2 separate regions of the Sus scrofa genome follow, and region 1 is linked to region 2. A link is a contact called in public targeted proximity ligation data. All regions are on one chromosome and are shown on one strand. The core of a region is the stretch at or near the end of the contact, and the rest is flanking DNA. Distances in the headings are between cores, read along the strand shown. Region 1 holds the start of MICAL3 (F-actin-methionine sulfoxide oxidase MICAL3). Region 2 holds the start of BID (BH3 interacting domain death agonist).

Region 1 (2,866 bases), core at 263-2,762, 280 kb after region 2:
GGTGACAGAGAGACCACTGCGTAGGCCCAGGTAGTCAGAGATTGGGCGAAACACAGAAATAGAAAAATCCTATTTTCATATTTTTTTTTTTTTTTTTTTTTTTTTGCAAACTCCCACTTCTTTAAATATCTTGACCTCATTCTAGGGATCACAGCACTGCACGTACTGGCAGGCTTGCTTCTTTTAAGGCTGTGCTGCCATCTCCTGGAAAATCCTGGGCAGAGCAAGAACCTTCTCTAGGATTAAGGAAGGGGCCTTTTTCTGGCAGCAAAAGCTTGGAAGTGGTGCTCCTGGAGGCAGAGGCCTGGTCCTGCCAGTCTCAACTGGCCCAGGCCTGGTCAGGTCTGTATTCTGACGCTACTACTGCTTTTCTGATTTTTCAGGGGAGACTTATAAGCCAATTCTGAGAAACAGTTTTTTGTTTGTTTACAGTCCAGTAATTATGCTATTACTAATGATCTTCATTATTGGCTGTCAAATCTGAGGCAGAACAGATAAAACATTTTGATAAATTCAGCCTTGAACTAATTCACTTTCCAGAGTGGAGTTTGCTCTGTGGGAAGAATATTGCCTGGAGAGAAAGGGGGACTTAGGGTGGACATCAAGTATGTGTTGGTCCCAAGGGCAGTGATTTCACCAATGGAGGCTAGTTCTGAGCATGAAAAGCACATTTTCTCTCTGCTCTACTTCAACCCTGGATTTACTGCTAGAAAACAAAGTTAAACGTAGTCACTGTTGTCACATCCAAGTTCTCTTTAAGCATTTATCACCATCTGACATACCACTGTATTTATTTTTAATTTTGCTCCCCTCTTTCACTATGATGGAAGCTCCACAAAGGAGGACATTTTTGTCTCCTTCGTTCATGTGGGATCCTCAGTGTTTAGAACAAGGCTGGCACTTAGTAGGTGTTAAATATCCACGGAAAAAGTGAAGTCCTGGCTTTATCACCTTATGCCATTATGGGGTCCACACTTCTCATCCCCAGAGTCTGATGGATTTTGTGCTTCTGCCTCAGCTTTCCAGGAGGACTTTTTGCAGAGGGTGGAAGGCCCTGGCTGGTGACCATGGAAGGGGATGCTGAGGCAGGCAGGTGCTGACCCTGTGCCTGGCCTGTCCGATTTAATCACAAGGGCAACGTTTTGGAGAGAGTGCAAATGGTAGGGAACTGGGAGGAACTGAAGCTCAGGGCTTAGCACAAACCTAGGAGGCTCTTCAAAGCCTGAGTGAAGCACAGAATATAATAATAAATGTAACTTCTGTATCTGTGTAAAATTACTTAATAATTACTATTAAAGCCAGGACGTATTGAATACTTACTCTGACTCAGTCCTTTACTGTAAACTGCATTACACACTGTACGGCTTTTTCACGGAATATCTATCTGGCATAAGACACGGAGGCTCAGTGTGGATCCCTGGACACAAGCGGACACAGCCCATCCGGCAGAGCGCGGTGGCCAAGCTCCTGCCCTTGGCTGGCTGTGTTTTTGCCACCTGCCAGTTGTGGGACCGGCAGCAAAACAAAAGAAGGAAGGACTGACGGGTGCTGGGCGGGGCCCGGGAGGAGGCGGTTCACAGACGCCCTCTCCTGCTCGCCGCCGGAGCCGTGTCCCTACAGAATCCAGGAGCTAGAGAAGCCGGAGGCCAGAGCCTCGGCCCGCAACAAGTACCCACCTCACCTCCCACAGCCCGCGGCTTGGGTCGGCTGGCTTCCTCCGACTGTGACGGCTTCTGGGGCGCCGTATGCCGGGGCTTGTAGTCCGAAGCCCCCCATCTGCGCCCCGGAGCGGGGCCGCTCCAGGAGCAAGACTACAACTCCCAGAGTGTCCCGCGCCGCCGGGCGCCGCTCTGCGCGCGCAGCGAAGCTGTCGGCGCCCACGTTCCCGCGCCGCTGGCGGCGGCTCAGCCCCTGGAGAGGGTCGGGGCAGACTCCTTCCCGGGCTCGGGGGTTCCAGTCCTTGTCGTGAGGCTGCGTCTCCAGGGACGCAGTGCTCTGCATATCCGAGGGTGCCAGGCTGTCCCTCGCTGGAGCCGCAGACAAGCCCAGCCGCGCCAATCTTTCCTTTACGGGCTGCGGCCTCGGGCGGTTCGTGGGCCAGGCTGTGAGGACCCTCTCTTCTCCCAGGCCGCACCGGACACCCTGCAGCCCCCAGAGGGCGGTCGCCCGGCGCCCGCCTATGAGGAGTGACCCCGCGACCTCTGCAGCCCCCCTGAGGGGGCTTGGGGGCCCCCTGCGGAGCAGCGAGCCGGTGCGCTCCTCCCCGGCCCCATCGGCAGCCGCACTTCTGCTGGAGGAGGCGGCCGACTTGCTGGTGGTGCACCTGGACTTTGCCGCGGCGCTCCGCACCTGCGAACGCGCGTGGCAGGGCCTGGCGGAGGAGCCCGCGGGCGCGTACGTGCTGGGCTCGGCTCCCTTCGGGTGACGGTGGGAGGGGCACCAGTCCCCAGGACTCTTGCCCTCCGATTGTTGGCGGAAGTCTTACTCCTTGCTTTCCTCAGGGGTGCCTGACCTTGTGCCCATTTTCTGAGGAGAAAGGGGAGGCACTGCCCGTTGAGGAGGAAGCAGTTGAGTCGTGTCACAGGGCTTAGTGGGAACCCACAGCCAATTCTTTCTCCCTGTTCCAGGGCAGAATGACATGAAGGGAAGACAGGATTGTATTGTTCAGTTGCTCCAGTAAGCAGGTGGTGGGAGGCTTGTCGAAGGTACACCCTCCACTGAGTTGTCCCCTTCTCACTTTGGCTGATGAGTGGGGATGGGGTTCAGGGCAGGAGTAGTGTTCCAGTTCTATTGAAGGGTCGGATCAAAGAATTAGAAACCTTGGTCTTGCGCTGCTTTTTCTAATGCTGCCGTCCTCTCTGGTAGT
Region 2 (2,761 bases), core at 106-2,605:
GCACAAGCAAAAAATTTATGTAAAGAGAAAGGATCAAGACTTTGGCAGTTGTGGAGTTCCTGTCATGGCTCAGCAGAAATGAATCTGGCTAGCATCCATGAGGATGCAGGTTGATTCCTGGCCTTGCTCAGTGAGTTAAGGATCCTGCGTTGCTATGAGCTATGCTGTAGTCACAGATGCAGCTCAGATCTGATGTTGCTGTGGCTGTGGGGTAGGCCGGGGGCTACAGCTGATTCAACTCCTAGTCTGAGAACTTCCACATGCCATGGATGCGGCCCTCAAAAGACAAAAAAAAAAAAAAAAAAGCCTTAGGCAATCTTTCTGGACATATTACAGAGCTGATCTATAGGAGGGAAAATAACTTGCGCTATAAATCAGTCCCAGTGCAGAGAAAACAGTGGAAAGCTTTGTGATAAGAATCTTAGTGCTCAAAGCCTGTGAAATTAGTGCCAAGCAACAGTAATAAACCCAAACCTGAGACATTATGCTCAGTGAAATATGCCAGACATAAGAGGACACACACTACACAAGCCCTAGCACCTGTGTGGTCCCTGAAGTGTCGAATTCCCAGAGAAAGAAAGTGGAGTGATGGGGCCAGGGGTACAGTGCTGAATGCCACTAAGCTGAACACTTAAAACAGGCTAAAACAGTAAATGTCGTGCCAATGTATATTTTTACTAATTTTTAAAAACTGGAAAAAAATTTCAAAGTCAGAAAAATTGATAGCAGGATGACAATTCTGTTGCAGGGAGGGGAAGAGGAAATAGATGTCTCACCAGCAACTACAACTATGGACACTCCTGTCTCGGGTTTCTCAGCTTGAAGGAAAAGAAAGGAAAAGAGAAGCCCTGGGAGCAATCCTGTCCTCCTTCCTCACTGACAAGTCATCAGGAAACAGGACCAGGGAAGGCAGCAGGGGTCCTGCCAGGAGGGCACAGGGCAGGGGCACCAAATGGCATTTCAGCCCTGAGGACTGGCCTGTTCCCACTAGGGCAGCTCCTGAAATCTCTTCTGTTCAAGACCGGATGTTTCGCTAGAGCTCATGACATCTGAGACCCTTGGCCACCAGGGTCCCCACCTCCTGAGAAGGACGCTGGTAAAGTCCAGACTGAGGCCCTTGCAGGTACGGGGCTGCTTGCTGCTCAGGACTCACAGAGCAGGCACCAAGCTTAGGAAAGTCTCCTGGCCTATCCAGGGGGTGGCCAGGTATAGGTGCAGGAGGAGGTGGGGAGATGCCACAAGCTTGTCATCGTCATCCCCCGCTATGGATGTGAGGCTCCTTCTGCAAGGCCTCAGCCACCCGTGTCCCCAAAGCCTTCTTCCAGGACAACCGCACCATCTGACCTTAGAATCCATGGCCCACACGCTCCGGCTCACAGGGGTCCAAGTCAGCAGCCTGGAAGAGAACACACAGGATGGTGCTGGCCCTGCAGGGACAGCCCCAGGATCCCCCAGGAAACAGGGAGCCATCTGGGCCCGGGCTCTGCTGCTCATCCCAATAGCATGCACTCCTCTTTACTGAGACGGAGACTCCCCAGCCTCAGGGGCCAAGGCTCCCACCTCGAGCTCACTCTTCAGGCCCAGGGGGGCAGTTGGGCTTATGGGCTCTTTCTCCATAAGTACTTAACAGCACTGGGTTTCCCCCGTGGTTAACGCCTAGACACTGTCAGGGATCTGCTGTTCTTACCATGGCCCCATACCACCCTCCCCTCGACAAGTACACTGTCCCTTCAGCTACAGCCCCAGAGCAGGGACCTGTGACTCAGCCTCACAGCTACTGAGGGCCAGGCAGTGTCCGTGGACGGGACTAGACGCAGCCAGGCAGGCCAGCTCCCAGGCCATGGGCTTCAAGGGTAGAGAAGATCAGTCTTCTCATAGAGCTCTAGTCAGATGTGTATAAAGAAAAAGAATGTGTATTTGATAGCTACACAACGATTACAGCTCCCATGTGGCACATAATTCCACATTAAATAACCCAAACAACTGAGCAGACCCAGTGGAATCTAAGTTTAAAAAGGAACAGAGAAGAAAGAAACGAATCTGACTGGTATCCATGAGGATGCGGGTATGATCCCTGGTCTCGCTCAGGTTAAGGATCCAGTGTTGACGCAAGCGGTGTAGGTCACAGACACAGCTCGGATCCCACGTTGTTGTAGCTGTGGTATAGGACGGCAGCTGCAGTTCTGATTTGACCCCTAGCTTGGAACTTCCATAAGCTGTGGGTGCAGCCCTTAAAAAAAAAAAAAAAAAAAAAAAACAGAGAAAAGAATGAGAGCTCTGTTTGCATTAGGAGAGATGTCCAGACAGACTAGACAAGTTTCTGCAGAGCAGTCTCACCAGAATAATCATACACCTGCATCCGTGTGTTCCCACAGTATTAGGCTAAGGCAAGTGAATCAGTCACTTTGTAGGGCAAAAACAGCCAAACACGGCAATTCCATATGGTTCCTAAACACACAAGAGGTAAAAACAACCAGCTCATCTCCGTGGAAAGGGTAAGGTTCCCACTGAGGGCAGGCGGCAAGGCCAGGGTGGTGCCAAGGGTGGGTGGGGGGTGCTCACCCAGCTTCAGTGGCCCTGTACCCCAAGCCGCCCCTGGGAGGTTAGTCCTCGTAGTTTTGTCGTACCTGCATTCTCAGACTCAACCAACCACAGGCCGTGGGGTAGTTACTAATGAGAAACATGTGCAGAAGTGGATCCGTGCCGCCCAAACCATGTTGTGCCTTCACGTGTTCACAGCTCTCTCCATAAAAATGCGGAG

Evidence for each region.
Region 1: a contact with region 2 is called in a targeted proximity ligation map of alveolar macrophages. A contact is called at or near these places in 1 of 47 Hi-C or Micro-C datasets (psoas muscle) and 2 of 2 datasets of targeted methods (alveolar macrophages and skeletal muscle).

Annotation. Positions count from the first base shown.
Region 1 is chr5:70,131,457-70,134,322 of Sscrofa11.1, forward strand. MICAL3 (F-actin-methionine sulfoxide oxidase MICAL3) reads right to left here and starts at 1,513. Exons shown (of 40, transcript XM_021092508.1): 1 at 1,321-1,513. PEX26 (peroxisome assembly protein 26) reads left to right here and starts at 1,568. Exons shown (of 5, transcript XM_003126596.4): 1 at 1,568-2,394. The coding sequence starts at 2,180.
Region 2 is chr5:69,854,993-69,857,753 of Sscrofa11.1, forward strand. BID (BH3 interacting domain death agonist) reads right to left here and starts at 1,356. Exons shown (of 5, transcript NM_001030535.1): 1 at 1,345-1,356. The coding sequence starts at 1,356. It overlaps LOC110260761 (a long non-coding RNA gene), which reads left to right. Exons shown (of 2, transcript XR_002344150.1): 2 at 1-2,761.